Regions from separate parts of the Ovis aries genome. Here region 1 is linked to region 2. Evidence: chromatin contacts called from public Hi-C data. All regions are on one chromosome and are shown on one strand. Each heading gives the region's core, a stretch centred on a gene start, on an enhancer-like site or on the middle of the called end of the contact. The rest is flanking DNA. Distances are from core to core; before and after follow the strand shown.

Region 1 (6,939 bases), core at 274-2,773, 260 kb after region 2:
TTATAAAACTGCACAAACGGTGTCTTTTAAAAGATCCCACCAAAACATTCACCAAATAACACAGAACACTTACAGTATTACTCATCATATTATTCCAAGCTCTCACTGGTTAACTATACAGATGGAGCACATCACTACACATACTTGACTCCGAATTCAGCACCATGAAGCCGCTTCTCTAAGAGGTCGACACAATAATCTTTAATTGATCTAGGAACTCTGGCACTGAAAGCGTGCATAACACAAGGTAATGATGTCGTCACCGAGGGACGACAAGAATAGAACCCAAATCCCTTGACTCCCCAGCTTGTGTTTTCCACTAATTGTGCTCCTTTCTACTCATTCGAGAGCATCAAGTGTGAAGGGCTGGAGAAGGGAGTAGACACATGCGCCAGGGTCGCGAGGTGGAGACGGCCCGGAAGGTCCTCAGGAATCACTCTTTGGCACTTGTCTTTTGTTTCGGCTGAGGACGATGAAAGCTGCAGCAACCACCAACCCTTGGGACCAAGAACTGGAACTAGGTACTGCCCGTGGCGGTAACTTGTCTTTTCATTTTAGGCCTTTCCCCTTTTTCACAGCTCCATCGCGGCCAGCCCTAACCTCTTCCCATCCTCAGCTCTACTCCGCACTGGAGTCCCCGCTGACCTTTATAAGAGGCGGCTACGCTGCATCCGTCCTCCACCTGGCCCCGCGTACGCTCCTTAGGACAGGTGTTCTAGGGGGAGGGGGAGGTTTCCCTAGAAAATGAATGCTAATCAAGCGTTAGAAATGGGTTTCAGCTGTTAGCAACTTGAGATGGGAACCGGGGTAGATACCCAAGTCGGCTTCTGCGTGGGTCTGTGCAGCTCATCACGACAAAGCAAAATGTAGATATATATGCACAGAGCTTTTCCCTCTAGCTGGGAGCCTTACACAGCTCAACCGTCCCCTAGGCAACCTCCCGCTGGAGGACGCTTTCCGGAGCGCGCGTGTTTACACTCTTCCTGGACCGGGGGTGCTGGAGAACGTCGCTCGCGGACTCTGGGGGATTCCAAACCGTTACTCCGCCCGCCGGGGTGGGACAGCCCAACGGCTGAGCCTGCGCAGTTGGGCTAGGTCGGCACCAGGGTCCCGGCGCACTACAAGTCCCAGAAGGCAAAGCTCCGCGCGGGGTCGGGGGGAGCGGGGGGGCGGGGCGCGGCGGCTGCCTTACCTGCCGCGAGCTTAGTCCTCCGGCTACTACCAGCTCTCCCCCTCCCCCGTTCCCGGCAGTCTCCGCTCCACATTAAAAGGCTACTTCCTCTGGAAGCACATGAGAGGAACCCTTAGCAGCCTCTACACTGACGCTCCCCGCGTACTCGCTTTTTCTCTCTCTGCCCGAACTGAGCCTGACTCCCTCACCGGAGTCGGCTAGCGGACGCAAGAGAAGGGAATTTTTGGAGGGAACCAACCTGGTTCCACCTGATCACACTTCCGCCTCCCGGGCTCCGGAAGGTACCGCGCACGCGCTCCCTGCGACTCCGGCGCGGTTGACTTCCGCTCCCACTGTGCCCTGCGAGTCGAATCATGGATCACACTGGTAAGGAGGCGGAGGCAGTGGGGGTCCAGGTTCCATGCCCCCTTGGCCGGCCTGGGACTGGTCGCCCAGCGAACATAGAGGGGTTACATTCGCCTTACAGCACTGGGGTGTGGCGGCGAGGAAGGAATCTCACAGACCCTCTTCCCGTCTCCGGCCAGGGCCTGCTACTTCCTGGCCTACCCTCCGATGTGGTACCTACAGCCTCGGTGCCGGCAACGGCAGCTCCTTCTGAGCCCGGAGCCGGCACCGCGGGGGGGCGCGGGCTTCGCGTAGAGGAGAGAGCGCCGGCAGTTTCCCCCTCATTTTGGGTGCTCTGCCCTACGTTATGGGGACTGGCGGGTAGAGAGTCTGGGAAGTGTCATTACGCTGCGAGTCGATGTGCTAGGGTGGGTTAGAGACTTCCTGCTGTTTCAGTCAGCTTTGGGCGGGTGCTGCGATGGTCACTGCCTGTCGTTGTCTCTCCGGTGTTTCTTGGACTAGAGGTGGGAGAAGGGAGTCGGATACGGTTTTTGGAATGATACCGGGAGCAGCTTTTCTGCTTAAGCCTGTAGCATGCCCCGCGCTTCATCTGTGGTCCTTAACCACCAGTCTTGAGCTTAAAATCAAGATATTCTCATCACTTTCTCCAAGTAAGAATGGCTCCATTCTTTCTTAAGTGTTTTTTGTCTTTTGCTCCCTTGCAGTTTTTGGATGTTGAATGAGTGCATTTGGAGTTAGATACTGCTCCGTTCAGTTTATCAGCTGTATTACTAGTAGGGTGATAAAAGGCTTTTTTCCAGTATCACGTATTAGTTAGGATTCCTCAGTCATCAACTGTCTACCTAATTTCATATATATATATATACACACACACACGCACGTTATGTGTGTATGTATACACACACACACATACACATATGTATATACACATATTCTTCTAGGCTTGGAGGTGGAATAATAAACAAGGTGAACTGAGTCCCTGTCCTCAGGGAAGTTACGTTCTATTGGGAAAACCACAATGAACAAGTGTTTAGAAATACAGATTATTATGAGGGCTTTGAAGAAGACATATGGGGCTGTGGAAGGTAGAAGCTTCAGAGACGGTGGTCAGGAAGAGTCTTTTTAGGAAAGTAACATTTGTAAGCTGTGATCTGATGGATGAGAGGAATCCAGCTTGGCATAAATCAAGTGGAAAGTGTTTATAACAGGTACTAAGACTCTGAGGGAGGAAAATGTAGAGAAAACCAATCAGCTGCACTTACATAGAGGGAAAGAGCCCTAAGATAAGATTGGTAAGGAAGACAGGACTCGGGTGGTGCAAGACTTTGAAGTCCATGGAAAAGATTTGAGTGTAATTTTAAGTGCAATATGAAGCCATTGAACAGAAGTAGAGGAGGAACATAATCTGTTTTTAAAGTGTAACAGGTTGTTGTATGAAGAATGGTGTAAGAGAAGGAGGCAAGATAAATAGAAAATTTAGGAAGTGATTGCAATAGACCAGAAGGGAAGCTTGGTTTAGTGATGGTGGCTTGGTTTAGTAAAAACAGGAATGGGCAGATTCAGTAAATATTTTGGTGGTAGAACTCAGGCCCTGGTGGATTGGTTTGGAGGCATGTGAGAGAAAGGAAAGGTGCGTAGGGTTCTAGTTTTTGAGTGGTGTCCTTTATTGGAAGACTTGGGAGAAAAATGCCTTTTTTTTTTTTTTTAATGGAGTAGAGGTCACAAATGGGAATTTGGCAACAAGACTTTGAACTGCTAAGGATGAGGTGTTTGTTGGGACATAGAAGGGGAGATGTCAAGTGGAAATCATAGGGAGGTTTGTTTGGAATGATTTTAAGGCATGAGGATGGATGAGATCACTTAGGGAAAGGGAAAACAGTAGAGAAGAGGGCCTAGCAGCAGGCTCTAGGGAACTCTAGTGTTTGGAGCTTTTATAGAATTGAAACCGTGAAATCTTGGTGTTAGAGAAGCAAACGTGCCACATTAGCGAAATGTTTCTCATTTGAACCTGTTACTGGAATTGGAAGTCAAGCACTTTTCACAGTTTAAAGATGTTATGTTGGGAAATTGTAATGTGGGTTGGTGTGTATCTGAGTATTTATTATCCTACTTTCTAAGTTAAAAGTTTGCCTAAGAAAGTAAAAGTCATCCTAACATGAAAATACTCACTAATGAACTGACCTCTTGAAAAAATAGTTCCTGCTCAGATATCCCTGCTGCTTAACATGAACCTCTTTTCTTCTTTTTTTTTTAAATTTCCTTATAAGGCAGTGTCCTTACCAGTTTCATGTCAGAAAATGGTATTAAATTTTGTATACTGATTGTGATTACAAACCTTACAAAATATTCAAGTTTTCATGATATTCATAAATGTGAATTTGGTAATTGAATCACAAATAAAATCATTGGGAAATGAGGATGTGCCAGATAGCCAGTAAATTGAACACATGTCAGGATAGGCATCTCAAAAGGAAAATTCTAATATTAAAGGATTAAAAGAGGCCCCGGGGAGATTGATGGAACTCTCGAATGTTATGCAAAAATGACTGGTTTTGTGAACGTGCTGAAATTGTCAGTCATAAAATGAAGGCTATCCTGTAGTATTGTAATAGAAAATTACTTCAAGAAACTCCTAATTAACACTTGATTGAGTCTTTGGCCATTCTAAAAGTTAGCACTTAGTTGTAACTGTAACCTAAATTTTGTAAAAATATTTCTTGATTCCTTTAATTCAAGATAAAATTCTGCACAAATCTTTTAAAAACCTATATGATACAGTATTCCGTATTAGGCCTTTTACAGTGGATTTCACTTCATATGAGTGGTTACATCCTTAATTCTCACTCTCTATAATATCCAAGGACTTTTCATTGTTAGGGTTTTAGGGTTTTTAGTTGTGATATTCAACTAAATATATTGTTGAATATATTGCATATATACTGTATATTTTGACTCATAATAAAACCCCCCAGGATAAACCCAGAGTGATGTCACTATTAACAGCTTGCACTTGGAGTCTGAGGCAGACTGCAAGATGTTAGAGGGCAGCAGGCTCTTGAAAGTCATAATTGTGACTTCGGATGTCTAGGGTAGCGTGAAAAGGACTTGTAGTAATGAAGTGTTGTTCACCAAGGAAAAACCGTTCAGAGTCCTTTTACTGTCGGAAAGATGACATTGAACTGTCTCTGATAACTTGCTATTTTTTAAATTCATTGAAAAATCAGGAATACCTTCCAAGCAAAAAAAAAAAAAAAAAACCTCATTCTGCCATACCTTTTTGCTGTTACATTGTTTGCAGGTACTTTAAACAGCTAGAGCCGAAGCAGATGAAATGCATTATTATCTTTTTGCTACTTCATTGCCTGTAGATGTTTAGCAACTAAATGCAACTGGAGTGAAAGCAGATGAAAGCATTATCTGATTGTTGATACATTTGTGAAGTGTTGAGAGTTAAATCAAGATGGATTTATCCTAGTTTAAGACTTTTAACTGTCCATGTATTCCCATTCCCATGATTTTTTTTTTGCAGATTAGCTGTTATGAAAATAATGATAGAAAGCAGACTGAAAGATATTTAAATTAATAATTAAGGACTGATTTTGAATTTTGTTCCGTGTATTATTGAGAAAGAGTGCAAATCTATGTGTTATTCTAGTATCCTTAGAGATCATTACTGCTGGGTAGGATACTACTTCCAAATTTGGCTTTAGAGAATTTAATGTGGATAGTTTGGTTATGTCTCTGTGCTGTCTTCCTGCAGTGGCAGTTACATAGCGTTGCTCACTAATTGTCATGTTTAAAATGTTACTATTTTAAATTATTTGCGTTTCCTACTTTAGGACATTTGCCTTTCTGCTTTTAGCAGATAAAGGTAAATATTTTCTGGATTGTAATATGTCATGGACTTGGAAAAGAGGTGGCTTTTAATCTTAAAATAGAGTCAGTTCTATGAAATAATGCTCATATTACTCATAGGATATGAGTAAATTTATTTCGTAAGCTAATAACAGAGACATAGAAAGTGTCAGTTGTTTAGGCCTAGTTGAAGTATAGAAATCTTGCATCCTCCTCACCTATAATTTACCATTACAGTGCTGACTAAGAATAACGCAGTCACCTGTACATATAGAAATGTTATAGTACATTAGTGTCTGCGTTTACTGCTAAATTGTGTGGTAATTTTTACTATATTCCTGAATGCTTTTTAGAAAAACTATTTTACACCGAAGAGGATAATCACATCCCTAAAGCTAACTTCGTTTTCAGCGTATTATTTATGTAATTCTACCACTGTCAGTGTTAGTTTGTGTTTCCAGTAGTGATTGTCCTGATGTAGATGCAGATTACTAAATTCATTGAGTGCCTACTTTGCATGCTTGATGGAAATGATGGTTTTCTTTCTTTTTGCTGTTCTTTCTTTATCTTTTATTCCTTCTTTAAAAAAAAATCTTACAGTTGCTAGACAGAGCTTCTTACTTTAGGCTCATGAAGGACTTTATGTTTCTATAAACCCCTCTGGAATTCCATGGAAAATTTTATTGTCCATCCTCTTAGGGGGGGGTTCTGTAACTTTTGTCAACTTTTTAAAGGGCTCCATGTCTTAAAAAACATTGCTTTAAGAGTTTATCCAAAATAGAGAAAATTAGTACTTGAACTTACATAGCATAGTATTTACAATCAGATACTCAGCCCTTCATGATGTTGGGTATATTGCTTTAATACCTGTGGCAGAATAACCTTCAAAAAGAAAACCTAAAAGAAATTACAACTTTTTTTCCTAACATAGACAATGAGTTACAAGGCACTAATAGTTCTGGATCGTTGGGTGGTCTTGATGTTCGAAGACGAATTCCTATAAAGCTCATCTCCAAACAAGGGAACAAAGCCAAAGCTTCACCTCGAACTCCAAGGACTATAAACAGGATGCCTGCAAAGGCTCCAGCTGGTGATGAAGGTAATGTGTTTAACAGGTCCAAAAGTCTTTCTTTAATATCTGATTCCACCAAATAAGCCATGTGAGTTTATTTACTTTTAGCCACTTCTTTTTTTATCTTAAATATTCTCTTCTTCAGTCTTCGACTTCTCATTTTGGCATATTTTACTTGCTATCCCTTTATAAATATTTTTGATTTATTTTCTTTTGTTGTTGAAAGTAACACTGTCTATTGTTTAGAAAAATCTAAACAGTATCACAGAAAACATGATACTAAAGTAAAATTGTCCTCCCATTTTTATTCTCCCCTCAAATAATCCCTGGTATGACATCTTCATAGTTGCTTTATAACTGCCCCCCCCTTTTTTTGTACGATGCATGTGAGATTCCGCTTTCTCAGTAGATTCAGATATATCTTATTTAAGAAGATGGGTTTAGGTATTTCACTTATGGATATACCATAATTTAT
Region 2 (7,537 bases), core at 5,026-7,525:
TGCTCGCAACACAATGTGCCTAGATCTAGTCTGATTTCAAATGTTTTTAATAAAAAATTCTGTACTTGATGTTTTGCTTTTTAAAGAACTACATCCCTATCCATAACAGAACATTTTTGCTTCAGATGTTCTAATCTATTAGTCTTATGTTGTCACTGGGGGAGCAGGGAGGAGCTGTTAATTTACAAAATGAAGAAAAACATGGCCCAAATCAACCCAGAAATGAGTATGTACCATAAAAACACCTTATATCTCTATATTTTATGACCATGTAAAAGCAAGCTTTTTATATTTTCAATTTAAGTTCAACTAAAAGTACCTAACATAAACTGTTCCAATGGTTTGGATTTTTCCCTTAAAAGTCAACATTTTAATATATAAGTTCAAAACAGCAGGATAGATAGCAAATATGCACATACTTATTGAGTACAGTTGGAAGAGCAAGGGAAGATAACATATATGAGAGCAAGATGGAGGAGATATAAATGAACCTGGAAGAGGATGAAACAGGAATCCACATAGTAGATTTAGGCTTAAATGAAAGAATAATAGCATAATGATTCTTCATTTGACACAGAATGAAAGGTAGACAAATACTGAAGATCTAGGAAGGCTTTCAGATGAACGGAAGAAGGTGACAAAGTTCAAGTCTCCTTTTTCTTTTTTTTCCAGTGAAGAAGTAAGGTCTTTTGGTAAAAATGAGGCAGAGGGAAAAGTTCCTTAAACAAAGTTGTCATGGTTCATGTCCAGAGTGATCAAACTAAGGCCCATGGGCCAAACATATAATGGGTTTTTATTTTTACATCTTTAAAGAGTCAGCAAGAAAAAAAGAATACATATTACAGACTGTATGTGGCTCCAAAAGCCTAAAATATTTACCATCTGGCTGTTTACAGAAAAAATATCAATCCCTGGTCTATCTAATAGCACCTGTGAAAGTGGGGAAATGACTATAGAGATTAGAAGACAGAAATTTGCAAAAGCATCAATCTCTATATCTATGTGATCTCTTTTCCAGCAGTGTTATCTTCTTCTCCAACAGGGAAAAAAATTAACAGGGGCACTTATGAAAGAAAATTGTGCAGGAGAGATATCTTAAATGGAAAGAATGGAATTATATGATACAAAATATTATCAGTCTATAATTAAGACTGTAATTTAAGAAATTAAGCATGAAAGTAAAAATCAAAGATTTTAATAATTTTACGACCATGATAAAAGGATGCCACAAGACAGTTCATAATCAATTGCTAAAAGAAAATTCCATGATAATTAACATTTAAAACAAATTTAGAACTTCTGCTTGCAAGCTAAAGAATAATTAGTACAAGGCTTACCCTAGCAACTAGAAAACAGGACAAAATTTACGAAAATACTATCTTCAGATATTGGACAACAGCAGATGCAAGACTATAACTCCTGGAAACAAATGAAATGAAATAATGATTGAGCCTTTCTACCTAAATACACTTCCCTCTACAACACAAGAGAAAACCCTAGTGGAGTACAATGGGTCTAGAGAAGTTGAAGGGATGAATCCGAGTTAAGGAAGGCTGAGGCAGCCAGAAGCTGAGGCAGAAAAAAATAAGCTCAGCAGAGAGACAGCTCCAGAAATTTCTATATAGGGCTTCTTGAATATTCAAAGGAATATTATGCTATGAATATATATGGTAAGACTCAAAAAGGTCAAGTGAAGAACTATTAGAAAATCTGCAAACCAATCAACTCTACGGGCTCCAAAGAGATATTTGAGCAAGATATTCCAGCTTGGAAAGCCAAAATGAAAAGACATCACTGAACACAGGGGAATTCATCACAAAGCTACGAAGGATTATGCCTTAGTGGTAAGAGCAAACAAATTTCCAATACTGGTAATGAAAGAGGAAAGTATCAGTACGATCCTACAAATACTAAAATATGAGAAAACATTCCTCATATGATCCTCAAATGTTCCTTTAAAAGTTCCTCTAAATGTTCCTTTAAAGGTTCTCAAATGTTTCTTTAAAGGTTGCTCTAAAACTGCCTCAATATAGCTTAAAAACAAACCTCTAAAGAGTTAAGTTGATCCATAAATAACTTGACTACCTGAAGGAACAAAATACACCATTCACTAAAAGAAGAAAACAAAATCCATTTGCAGTTTTCAAACACAATGGCCAGTATCCAATCAAAAATTATTAGAAATACCAAGATACAAAAGAATGATGAGATTAAGCAATAAAGATATTAACATACTACTTTAATTATGTCCACAGGTTTTTAAAAAAAATATGAACACAATGAAGAGAAAATGGAAACTATAAAAATTGATCAAATAAAACTTTTAGAGCTGGAAAAAAACAGTATCTGAACTGAAAAATTCACTAGAAGAGCTCAATACAGATCAGACACTACAAGAGAGAAGACCAGTGAACCTGATGAAATCAGAGCCAGCAAAACTACCGAAACTAAAGCTGCAAAATATAAGCGAACAGAGCCTTAATAATATGTGGAACATCAGTATTCTTGCCTGGAGAATCCCCATAGACAGAGGAGCCTGGCGGGCTACAGTCCATGGGGTCACGAACAGTTAGACACGACTGAGCGACTAACACACACACCAAGGGCCAAAAATCATGTTATCAGAGTCCCAGAAGAAAAGGAAAGACATAAAAAATAAAAAGTACTTGAAGACTGTTTTTTTTCAAATCTGATGGAAAAAAACAACAAATAGCAAAAACAGCAGCAACAACACAAACCCAAGAATGTAAGCAAACCCAAAAGAAGGTAAACACAAAGACACTACACCAACATAAATCACAGTGAGACTATGAAACAATGAAATAAAAATAAAATCTTAAAAATGGCTGGAAGAAAAAAGACAAATTACATAGCAACGTACAAAGGTAAGACCCATCACAGACCTCTCATCAGAAATTATGCCTAAAAAAAAAAAAGAAAGAAATTATGCCTACAGGAAAAAAAAAAATTTTGTTAATGACAGAAGAAAAAAGTCAGTATAGCTCTCTATGTAAAATGAAAATAAGTAAAAAATGAAGACAGAATAAGAACCATAAGAACACTATTCATTAAGAAAATGAAGCCGAAAGCCGGCTGTTGAAAAGATTAGCAAAACGGATAAACTTCTAAGCAAACTGACCAAGAAAAAAGAAGATACAAATTTTCAATATTGGTAATGAAAGGGAAGGTATCAGTACAATGGTACAAATATTAAAATATGAGAAAAAACAAATCAATGTCAATAAATTTGACAAATCAAATGATAGAATACTTTACTTGAAAGATGCTTATCACCAAAACAGACAAAAGTAAAATAGAAAATCTGTATCTATTACCTTTAATCACTTGAATTTGTAATTAAAATCTTTAAACAATATAAAACCTCCTGGCTCATATGTTTTCTCTCCTTGTTTTGTTCAGTCACGAAGTCGTGTCTGATTCTTTGTTACCCCATGGACTGGAGCATGCCAGACTCCTCTGTCTTCCACTATCTCCAAGAGTTTGCTCAAATTCATGTCCATTGAGTTGGTGATGCTATCAAACCATGTCATCCTCTACTGCCCCCTTCTCCCTTTGCCTTCAATCTTTCCCAGGATCAGAGTCTTTTCCTATGAGTTGGCTCTTCACATTAGGTGGCCAAAGTACTGGAGCTTCAGCTTCATCATCAGTCCTTCCAGGGAATATTAAAGATTGATTTCATTTAGGAGTGTCTTCTCTATTTAATTCTATTAAAAAATTAAGGGAAGACTAGCACTGATCTTCGCAGAAGGCAATGGCACCCAACTCCAGTACTCTTGCCTGGAAAATCCCATGGATGGAGGAGCCTGGTAGGCTGCAGTCCATGGGGTCACTAAGAGTCGGACACGACTGAGCGACTTCACTTTCACTTTTCACTTTCATGCACTGGAGAAGGAAATGGCAACCCACTCCAGTGTTCTTGCCTGGAGAATCCCAGGGACGGGGCATCCTGGTGGGCTGCCGTCTATGGAGTCGCACAGAGTCGGACACGACTGAAATGACTCAGCAGCAGCAGCAGCAGCACCGATCTTACATAAATGTTTTTAAAACTAAAGGAAGAGGAAACGTTTTCCAACTCATTATGAACTCAAAATTATTGTCCTGATTCCAAAACCAGACCAAAAAAAATACAATAAAAGAAAAAACAAACCAAAATCCCTCATGAACATACAGGCAAAATACCTTGTCCAAGTAACTATAAATAAAACCATGCAATTTCTAAAAGGGTAATCTACCAAGTACAGTCATTAAGTTAATCTATATCATCATGGTAAATAGCTGCCAGGAGAGCGGAGGTAACAAGGTAACCAACCAACCAACCAACCTAAACTCTAAGGAAAAACAGGTGCCCTGTGGGAATAAATATAGACATGAGCACTTGAGTACCTTGAGAAGACAATCCTGGACACCATTAAGAATAATTCAGCTAAAACTGTTAATAAATTCCTAAAGGCAGAGTGTGTGCCAGCAAGAAAACACAGAACCCATGGAGGCCACAACTCATTCACAGGTTCTTCAGAGCCTCAGCAGGTTTGCATCAAAAAAAAAAAAAAAAGACCAGGTGCAGAGTGTGAGGTCTAAGAAAGCATCCCTCATGCTTGGAATGACAAGAGCAGCTAATGAGAGAAAGGCATGAAGTTCAGCCTTGGTCCTTTCTTCCATCTCTAATATAAGGGAAAATAAAAGCCTAAAACCACTGGGGTACAAAAAACCTCTCATTTTCTGAACATTGTTGAAAATATATTCGAGGTAGGAAAAGGAAATATAGCAAAAAAAAAAAAAAAAACAACAACAACTACTTTCCTAGGGGAGGAAAAAGCAGATATCTTGCTGTTTCTGATAACAGATCCAAGTGGAAATGACAGCTATTGGGATGTACACACTCCAGTGACCAAAACTGACTGGTGGTTGCAATTTGTTTCCACAGTTTGCAGTCCCGAAGAAAGATGCTTTTAACCTATCTTCCAAGTGGTGCTATGAAAGCTATGCTATAGGCAGTAGCCTGTGAGTCAGTAAAAACACAGTGTTAATCAAGAGGAGCACTGGCCAGAGCTGTGAGAGTGGAACAGGGGGCCATATCCAGTCTGTTTTCCAGAGCTGGCACTGAGGTTAAACAGCCGCAGCAGCACGATGAGAATCATCAGCTTACAGCTCGGCCAAACCTTCAGGGAGCCAGGCCCAGGCACTTACAGGAACTTCTGTGCATTAAGGGCCCCAGGGAACCAGTGCTTTGCTTCAGGTGGTGGAATGAAAGAAAAGGTTTCCCCCAAAAGGGTTCACTTCTATTCCTTTATGTAAAACCAGAAGTACACTAAGCCCAGGCCAGCTGCACCCTTGAACAAACCACTTTCATTTGTTTCTTTCCGTTAAGTCTATTGGACCCTTTCCTTGTTAGCTGTCAAGTCTGAGTTAACCTAACCCCAAATGGTGACAGTGGACCAGAGAGTCACAAGGCAACTATGGGTCAAGTGTCTGGTTTTAACAAGACCTTAAGCAGTAAGACTGCTCAAAAGAGGTGTACTTGGCAGCTGGGTAAGGCAGGTGGCACTGCTGTGCTAAGAAATGGCCTGAGCACTTTAGCAGCCTCAAATTCTTAAACTAAAGCTAAGGTTTTTTTCTTTCCCCCTAGGATGATACATTGTGCCAGATCACCAGGGAGGGCATCATGCACGAGTCCATGAATGGGTCAATCTCCTATGAATTTATGAACACTCACAACAGCAGAATGTGAAAAATGTTAATACCAAATACACATTTGGCACAGGAAGCCAGAACAACATACACTAAACAAGACCAGAGGCTCCACCCACACTTTAGCTTTTCTTCAATTTGAGTGTCGCTGTGCACCACCACCACCACCACCACCCCGCCCACGCATACTCAGCACTGTGCAGGAACACAAACCAAGGAATTAAACACATACACAAAAGAGACTAGAGCCTCAGCTGCCAGGAGACATTACCTTCTGACCAGGAGCAGGCGGAGTACAGGGCAGTGGAGGAAGCCAGCTTATAGAAGCAGCTGAGCTGGTAGGAGGCTTTTCTTCTGCTTGGCTCCTCACCCCAGAGTCAATGCCGCCTCCTCCCACCTACCTCAAAACTCTTTTAAGCCCCTGAGCCTAGGGGCTGTCAATTTGCCCATGTGCACACTGCGACAGCTCCACCCTGCAGTTCTCAGTGCTTTCAGCCTCCCCGCCACCTACTGTACTTTCTCCCCCACAGGACCGGGTTGGAAAGTGCTTGGGCACCTCTATCCAACAGAGCTATAAAAGTTTGAGTCTCTCCCCTCTCCCTGAGGTCCCTGCCACACTTGGTGTCTACTTTAAGCAGCTGAGGTTGGAGTCGAGGGGGGAGACGAATCGAAGGGCACAAAGGGAAGAAGTAGCTCTGCCCCCTAAGACTTCACAGCTACATTCAATTTCAAGTGGCTGCCTACCTAGACTCAACAAATGAACTTAAAATGTATTACGTTTACCCAAAGCTCTGTTCTCATTGCTGGCACCCTTTATTTTAGCTTTAGGGAGCCCTTAATCAGCAGCTACAGCTATATTGCCTTTTGTCTAGGCCAAGAGGCTTGCTGCCTCACTGATATAATGATATTCTTTCTTCCTACAGCTTAGAGCCTGAGCAAAAAACAAAGGACCATTTGGGCAGCTTTGTTTAGTTCTCTCACTGCTTAGCCTCTAAAGACTCCTTAACAGGTAATACAGTAGTGCCTAGCCCACCACTTAAACAAGAGCATGTGCTATCAGATCTCATACTCTCTAAACCAGCCCACAGGGGCCCTTGTCTTCTCTTTTGTAGGAAGCCATGTTTCAGTCATTATGCTCTTGTTCCCAAAATTGTCAAAAATCATGAAGGGTCTAGATTTTACCCTATTTGCAAGCTATGAAAGCTAGCTTGTTTCTGTCATGTATGCTGGCAGAAAACTTAAGATGCCTGGATCAGACACAAAGGACTCAAAACACAGCAAGCAGCATGAGGGATATGTCACTGACAGTTCACCTTCCCATCCAAGTCTTCCTGACAGAGAAGCCTAGGCAGATACTCTGGACACAGTGGGATTGCATCACAGCCAAAGAACACTAAGCTGGACAATTTACCGTTTTTATAACAAGCAGAAGAAAGTCTGCTCTTTGCGGAGTTATTATTGCATCACTTAAGGATGCTAGCTTCAAACACAACTTCTTGATCTCTGAGAAATGGATCAAGGAAACAACAGTCAGGTCTTTTCATTCTTAGTATGCCCAGCAACACCAGCATGTCCTAGGACCTTCAGGAATGCTCAGAGCCCATGGCAGATTCTTTCTCCTAATATACTTTAATAAAATCTAGTAACAGATGCCCTATACAGCATAAGGCAAGATAAGAAATAAAAGTTATACATGGTTCAAAAGGGAGTCAACTTTCTCTATTTGCAAATGACGTTAACTGTCTGTATAGAAAATAGCATGCAATTCACAAAATAATTTCTCAAGACTAACATATGAGTTTAGTAAATTTGCAGGACACAAGGTCAA

The links. Hi-C and Micro-C count contacts between places; a contact is called where the count stands out from the background.
Region 1: a Hi-C map of blood shows a contact between it and region 2, with 2.8 times the contacts expected there. The contact joins the promoter of CBLL1 here to the enhancer-like site in region 2. A contact is called at or near these places in 2 of 16 Hi-C or Micro-C datasets (blood and tail adipose tissue).

Annotation. Positions count from the first base shown.
Region 1 is chr4:50,273,143-50,280,081 of ARS-UI_Ramb_v3.0, forward strand. CBLL1 (Cbl proto-oncogene like 1) reads left to right here and starts at 1,524. Exons shown (of 6, transcript XM_042248533.2): 1 at 1,524-2,187; 2 at 6,324-6,491. The coding sequence starts at 1,995.
Region 2 is chr4:50,010,891-50,018,427 of ARS-UI_Ramb_v3.0, forward strand. All of the region lies in intron 6 of COG5 (component of oligomeric golgi complex 5), which reads right to left. Among named protein-coding and RNA genes, the nearest start is that of GPR22, 10 kb to the right of the region's middle. Within about 2 kb of position 6,276, at least 9 of the 54 cell types and tissues checked have an H3K27ac peak or open chromatin away from gene starts, as enhancers often do.